Regions from separate parts of the Mus musculus genome. Here region 1 is linked to region 2. Evidence: chromatin contacts called from public promoter capture Hi-C data. All regions are on one chromosome and are shown on one strand. The core of a region is the stretch at or near the end of the contact, and the rest is flanking DNA. Distances in the headings are between cores, read along the strand shown.

Region 1 (3,406 bases), core at 416-2,915, 240 kb before region 2:
TATTTTTTTTAAAGTTAATAACAACAGAAAATAATTTGTGTAATTCCTTAACAAAGTGCATCCTGTTACCTCTCAAGGATGTGTTACTACATGCTTCCTTCTCTATGTGCCCACCACTGTGTACCACGTGTGTGAGTGTATGGGTGTGTGTGTGTGCACGTGTGCATGTGAGACAGAGTCTCTCACTGAACTGGAACCTCACTGTTTCAGCTAAGGGGCCTGGCCAGTAAGCCACTGGGATCTGCTATCTTTGATCCCCAATACTAGACTTAGAGGCACATGCAGATATACCCAGCTTTTTATGTGGGTGCTGGGGATTTGAACTTATGTACCATGGCGACTATCTCAATAGGCCTCCTAATGCCTTCTCTCTAGCCAATCTTGCCTGACAGAAGCTGCATTCTCTTGCCGTTTTTACGTTACGGTGTATTCTAGACACTTGGTCCCACACTCTGATATCACACAGACTCACTTGTTAATCCCCCCACTAGTGTGCGCATACCTTGCTCTATACACCTTTGATAGTGTGAAGCTTTTTCCTGGTAGTAATAAGATATATTTTTAAAGAGAACTTAAAGTTCCCAAATACAAATAGTTAAATCATACAAAAATAGAAAACCAAGGTAACAACCAAGCATCATATAACTCTGGCTCTATCCTCTGCAGGTCAAATCACATTTTCACAACAGTTTTACTACTTCTAACCACTGTGTGATACTGTTTAGAGAGGTTCTGTTATTTCCTTAATAGGAAGAAATTACTGTTGTAACTCACTGATGTTACTTAGTGACTAAATTTTCATAATAATGTTATAATCCTTAGATGAAACATCCCTCTTAAATTAATAACAAGTACATTTTTAAACATAATAACTCCAAAGCAAATTCTGGTCTGCAATATTTAAAGTGATATAAATTCTTACTTAGGCTACTCAGTTGTCTAATTATATTTGCCAGGGAAATGTTGGTTACACATTCCAGTTCGTTCTTAATGCCCCTGGGCAGTGCTGTGTGGCACAAGTGCCGAGGGTCGATGTTTCTTTTCACCAACGGCATCTTGAGCTCAGCCACTGAACCAGCTCACCTGTGAGAAACAGAAAGAGAAACTGCCATCAGTCAGAGAATGGCACATGGAAGAATGAAGGTACATACTGTATGAAGACAAAGCAGGACTAACAAGAAGCCAAACTCACTTGTTAATCATTTCTTTGCAATTATTCCAACTACACCATTCTTTTAAGCTTACTTTCAGCACTAATTGGCCTGTGAGGAATCCACACCATTGACATTTACCATTGTAGAGATGTGTACTATGTAGCTGGTGTAAGAGGGAAATCTGAAACGGCTGGGGAAGAAACATCACGTTTATATTTCTACATATACCAGCTGTGCCCCAGAGGAACACCCTAAATCTCATCAAATCTACCAAATGTTTAATTATCAATAAGTTCTGCTGCTTTGCATCTCAGCCTGTCCTCATTTGGGTGATTCAGCAAGCAATGGTTAGTCAAACACAAGCCTCTCACCACTGTGGTTCAAATTTCACTGACCACAGAATAGTAACTATAAGCGTATAAACTCCAGCGTCACGACTAGCAGTCTGGGACATGAATCTTTGCTGCTATGAGATGCATGCTGTGGCCAGTGTGCCATGGATGCCATGTAGCTCACTGCACTGTATGTGTTACTCAGCCACAGGCAGCAAAGCTTTTAACTGTCATGCCTTCTTGCCTCTCATCCTAAAGCCACACAACATTTTACAAAATGGGTAGCTGGAAGGGGAGCTGACAGGACAATGAAAGAAGACAACGCTGAAAACGAAATTCAGTTATAATCCGAGGGGAGTAAGAGAACAGACAGATGACTGGAAATGTCACTACTGTCACTGCTTGAGAGACTAGCTACACAATGGGAAGAACTTAGGAAAGGTCAGCATATGGTCACAAATGAGGAGTGTACTTGTTACAAAAGGGAGTATGCTCTGTACAAAGTAAATGCTGGAAGAAGAATTTCACACTCAGGGAACCCTAGCGCTGTAATGCCGCACTTAGGGAAAAGGCAATAGGTCGGAGGCTGATTCAGATGCAGTGGGAAGGAGCTGCGCAGAAGTCTGCCAAGGCAGGAAAGACGCTCATGCTGCTATGTGCACTATTGTCAGCTGTACAAGGCAAACACTGTTCAAAATGCTCTCAGTGAGCTCTTCAGTGAGAAATAAAACACAATTCTTCTTGCCGGTAACATTTACCCAGTAAATTTTACTTTGAAAAAATGTCCCTGTACACTTTAAAACAGCAAAAGAGTTTCTTAATGCTTTTTGGTTGTTTTTAACTGTGTGTTATGATGTGTATGGGTGCAGACATGAACTTGTGGACAGAGGAGAACAACCTCTCAGTCAGTTCTCTCTTCCCAGCAAGGGCTGCAGGGATCAAACCCAGGGCTTCAGGCTTGTGACAAAGCACTTTTACCTGCTGAGTCATCTTGCCTTCTTGCTTTGGAGAAAACAAAACAAAAATCCCAACGAACACTAAAACATTATAATGAAACGGTACAATTTCTCCCACAGATTAAGATCATTTTCTGTAGTCTTAATGGTGTGTGTGTGTGTGTGTGTGTGTATGTGTATCTGGGGGTGGGGGTGGGTAGAGGTAGAAATTGAGTGTCTCCTTAATCACCCTCTACCTTATTTTTTGAGACAGGGTCTCTCTCCAAACAGAGCTTTCAGATCAAGACTAGCCAGTGGTCCAGCCCCTCAGCACTGGGATCACTGGTGTTCACTATTTGACTGACTTTATGTGCAGGGGACAGGGAGCTGCGTGTGGGTCCTGTAAGTCCTTCACTGACTGAGCCATCTCTTCACCCCCGTGATTTCCTTTTTAAAGCGTGTGTGTGTGTGTGTGTGTGTGTGTGTGTGTGTGTTCGCACGCACTCAGGGCTGAGCCCCAACTCTCCTGCTCCCGGACTCCCCTCTCACTGTATCCCTACCTTACTCTCATCCTGTCTTCACACGCTCTGTCTAGAATGCCTTTCCTCTTTCTCCTCACAGGGAAGAGTAACTGCTGAGCCTATACCCAGCATCTCTCCTCTGAATCCTCACCCAACTCCTCAGGAAGACGTACCCACCTACTTTTCCTGTCTTTAACTTTGACTCATATTTACATTTCACAGAATTCTACTACGTATATTCTATTGTACTGGACTTAAATGAAAAGTTTGAGAGAACTAAAAATCTTGTCCTATTCAACTTGTTTTTCTAATATCTAAGTAGGTGGTGATCAGATGATCGACAGTTGATCAATATATAAGTGGAAGAAAAAGCAATGGCCATGGCACATAAAGGCAAAACCAACAAAGCTCTTTAGGGCACCAAACATGTAACTTAGGCAGACAAACATATACCTTTCTAAAGC
Region 2 (3,744 bases), core at 69-2,568:
TGTTAAGCAATGCCATGTGGGAAGACTGAGCGCAGGGCATATAAAAGTGGGGGAAGAAAATCACTGAAAGTAGTGGGGGTGTTAGAGTAGAGGAGCCAAAGGAAGAGCAGGCTGGTAAATGCAGGGGCCAGCTCGCAGGTGGGGGCTGGGTGCTCAGATGCCATCAAGAAAAACCCGACTCCAGGCAGCACAGCCAGCCTTGCTTCGGAGGATGGCACCGCAGTTGGAAGCAAGAGTGGCAGGTGTAAGGATGTGGCAAGCTCATATATCCAATTCCTAATCTTTTCAGTCCTAGGTACCACAGAGCTCCCAAAAGAAGGTGTAAGGTGAGGCTTCAACAACCAGAGGTTTAAACTGACCTACTCAATGAAGTGCGGGAAGTTAACAAGGCAAGGATCTGGCCCTGGAGCATCCGATTATTTCCCACTAAGTGGTGCTATGGGTTTGGCTTCTCACCCGGTGCCAGTTCCCACTGCTGGGTAGGGACTCTGGGGTCGGAGTGGGTGAAGGGGGCGGTGTCTGGATGCTACTGGAAGGCAGATCTTGACCATCACCTGGATGAGCCTTTCATAGTGTCTACCCATCCGGTTTTGTCCAGGCCTGGGTGGGGAAAACACAATGGCAAGCCATGCCTCCTTCCCTTTCAGCGCCCCCTCCCTTGCTGAAATGGGTGTGGTTGCTTGGTGCTCCTTTCCTAGAAGGAGGTCTGCCACAGTAGGCGCTCAGCAAACGTTAGTTGAATTTGCATGATCCCTGCTCAATTCCACTTCATTCTATAGGGATACTGAGTGAGACTACAGAAAGTTCCAGGGAGAGCTCAGCTAGAAGGAAATAGAAGAGTCTTGAGGTCCCAGTGGCCTGAGCAGAAGGCTCCCTAGCGCCATCTGGGTGCAGGCTCAACTCCAAGGTCCATGTCTGCATGGTTTGCAACTGACCTTCCTGCGGAGAAGCCCGCCCTGGGCACAGCAGCTCGGCTCTGGGGACGTCGTGCTCCCGCCACCCCGGGGCAGCACTCGGCGCCCACTGCGCACGTAGGTCACCTGCCTCCTTCTGGCTCCGCGTGGGGAGCCGGGCGCCGACAGTAGGTGTGTCCGGGGTGGCCCTGGGGAATCGCCGCGGCCCGGGGGTCCCGAGCCCGCGTGGCGCAACTCCATGCAAAGCCGTAGGCCCAGAAGCAGCGCGGCACCGAGCAGCCACCGGGGCAGGGCTCCACAACCACGCCCGGGAGGCTTGACAGTGGCCATGGCGGGGACCTCGACCTCCGGCTGTGCTCTGGGTCCCACCCTCAGCTCCCAGCCGCCTGCAGAGAAGCGTTCCCAACGGACCGGGCTGACAACTGTGGCAACTCCCCAGCGGCCCGCCTTCTTCCCTGCGACCGGGGAGGCCCCGGCGTAACCTTATCCTGCCCAGCCGCAGCAGGAAGAGCGAGGGGCGGTGGGCTAGGCGTGCACCCAGGCTGCCATAACAGGGCTGGGTGTCCTTAGGTGTGACCAGCCTGTAAAGTCTGGCTAGTGGGGAGAGCCAGAGTCAGAATAGAGCACGTTCCTCCGGGGCGCCTGAGCTTTGACTTCATTTGTTGGTGTTAGTATTAGACACAAGGAAAGAGGAGAGGTGAGCCGCCAGGTTTGGCCCCAAAGAAAAAGTTGTCAAGCAGTTTTTGCCACTAAGCATGATATAAAAATAATCATACTTATGCTCAGGTTTACAACTTCTCTCCCTCAAGGGGAGAGAGAGAGAGAGAGAGAGAGAGAGAGAGAGAGAGAGAGAGAGAGAGAGAGAGAGAGAGAGAGAATAGCACTCCGTACAGAGGAGAGAATAGCACTCCGTGCAGAAGAATCAAATTAGTTATTCAGTTTCTAAATTCTGCCCGAAGCCAGCCCATGCTTTCTCCCTCGGTGTTATGAAATGTGTGGGGGTGAAGGGAAGGGAGACAGCCAGCGAAGACATCTGACAGCGGGAAAGAGGGAACAGAAGTTACCATGGAGTGCTGGAAATCAAATTAATTTAGCTCCAAACACACACCTCCCTGCTGCCTGGCAGAAATGCAGAGGGACATATTTATCTCTGGGCAAAACGCTCCCTAGCCGGGATTGCCATTGTCACCTTGACCTTAATTAAAGAAATCTAGATGCTCATAGTTTGGACTCACAAATGGGGTTGGTATCCCACTTTTGTTAGGATTCTTTCCCTCCACCTGTTTAGGGTGACATTGATTTCTAGATTTACATTCAGGTTCTTTGGGATTCTTTTGTTTTTTTTAAACCATGGCCAGATACCCACCCCCAACACACACATGCACGCACACACACATACACACACGCACACATACACACACACACACACACACACAAGCATACATACATGCACATTACACACACACACAAGCACACATACACATCACACACACATACACACACATATGGATATATTTTCCATGCTTCTATGTAGGTTGTCTCTCTCCCTAGCCTGCGACACGGACAACAGAGATCTAGAATGAAGTCTGGCCACCTCCTCATTTGAATGTTGGGATTTTCCATAGGGAGCTCTGCTCTCTGAGATTCCCATTCCTTTTTGGCAGAATTATTCTTTGTCAGAGAGCATTAAACCTGTTTCCCCACAGTCACAGAACTTATCAGCCTAATCCAGTGCATTCCCTGGCCATCACCGGTCCTCAGGGGCTTGGAGGTTTTATTATGCTTGAAAGTATACACACGTGATGGGAATAGACAGACAGACAGACAGACAGATATCTACTTGCCCACCTCCAGGGAAATTGCAGCTAAAAGTCTTTATTAAGATTATAAACTTTCATTCACACAAGCTGAGAGAGACAGCCTCAAATCCTGCAGTTATTTACTTGAACTGTGTTTGATTCACGACCCTCTCATTGAGTGATATGAGACACTAAACAAAATATGTATCTTTTCTGAGCTTCTGTTTTCCTGTGGGAAAATAGACCAATATTTAGGGTTACATATATTGCATAACTATGTTGTATTTAGTACCTAAATAATAATAATTTACCAATAACAAAATTATGAATATTGTCACAAAAAGTATGCATTTTTTAAAAGATGGGCAAATATAAGACAAAGTGATCTATAGACATCTTACCATTGACTTAGGATTTATAAATATCTTCTCTTGGCTTAGGAATTCCCAACTGATATGGTAAAAATAGGTTATATTTGTACATAAAATCTCCATTATGAAGCCCGCTGTTACATATAATTAGCATATACTTTGTATTATGGTTGGATTTAATGTCACTTCAGTGGAAAGCCTCACCTGAAGAACTTTCCCGATTGTCTCCACTGATGTGAATCAGCCGGCCCAGACTGTGGGTGACACCCTTAGGTGGTAGCTCAGATCCAGTGAGGGTATTTCAAAGTCGGTTAATTCTCACCTTGGTTTGCTTGACCCTTCCCTCACTGCTCCTGGGCCGAGGGATGGATTTGTCTGCTGTAGCACAGCCAGCATTTCCAAGCTTTCATGGGAGAATGGGGACCAGTGCTCTCGGAGAACCTCGTGGGCTTCCAGCATCCACCTGGGACTACTGATGTGGACTGGGCAGCTACAGGCGTCGCTCCCAGTAAGAGATCGAGGAGCTGAGAGCTGGGTTCTCCTGTCTCAGATGTGACTTGGCTGTCGTTATTTTAAAGCTTACCTGATAATACATTCACCCACTTGATTCTGTTCCTCTAGCGAACCTGACTAAAGCATCAACAGTTTCAAGGACACGTT

What was found. Promoter capture Hi-C pulls out the DNA fragments that hold promoters and counts their contacts.
Region 1: a promoter capture Hi-C map of epiblast stem cells shows a contact between it and region 2, with 3 times the contacts expected there. The contact joins the enhancer-like site here to the promoter of Mettl24 in region 2. A contact is called at or near these places in 10 of 39 promoter capture datasets (the HPC-7 cell line, HPC-7-derived erythroid cells, the SN4741 cell line and 6 more), 2 of 484 Hi-C or Micro-C datasets (cerebral cortex and nephron progenitors) and 2 of 9 other capture datasets (adipose tissue and macrophages).

The regions. Positions count from the first base shown.
Region 1 is chr10:40,917,925-40,921,330 of GRCm38.p6, reverse strand. It overlaps Wasf1 (WAS protein family, member 1), which reads right to left. Exons shown (of 9, transcript NM_001379453.1): 2 at 923-1,083. The coding sequence starts at 1,055. Among named protein-coding and RNA genes, the nearest start is that of Wasf1, 36 kb to the right of the region's middle. Within about 2 kb of position 1,665, at least 38 of the 459 cell types and tissues checked have an H3K27ac peak or open chromatin away from gene starts, as enhancers often do. A contact at or near this core is called in cerebral cortex and epiblast stem cells, where this site is marked.
Region 2 is chr10:40,680,856-40,684,599 of GRCm38.p6, reverse strand. It overlaps Mettl24 (methyltransferase like 24), which reads right to left and starts at 1,318. Exons shown (of 5, transcript NM_177793.3): 1 at 936-1,318. The coding sequence starts at 1,244. It also overlaps a transcript of Ddo not described here.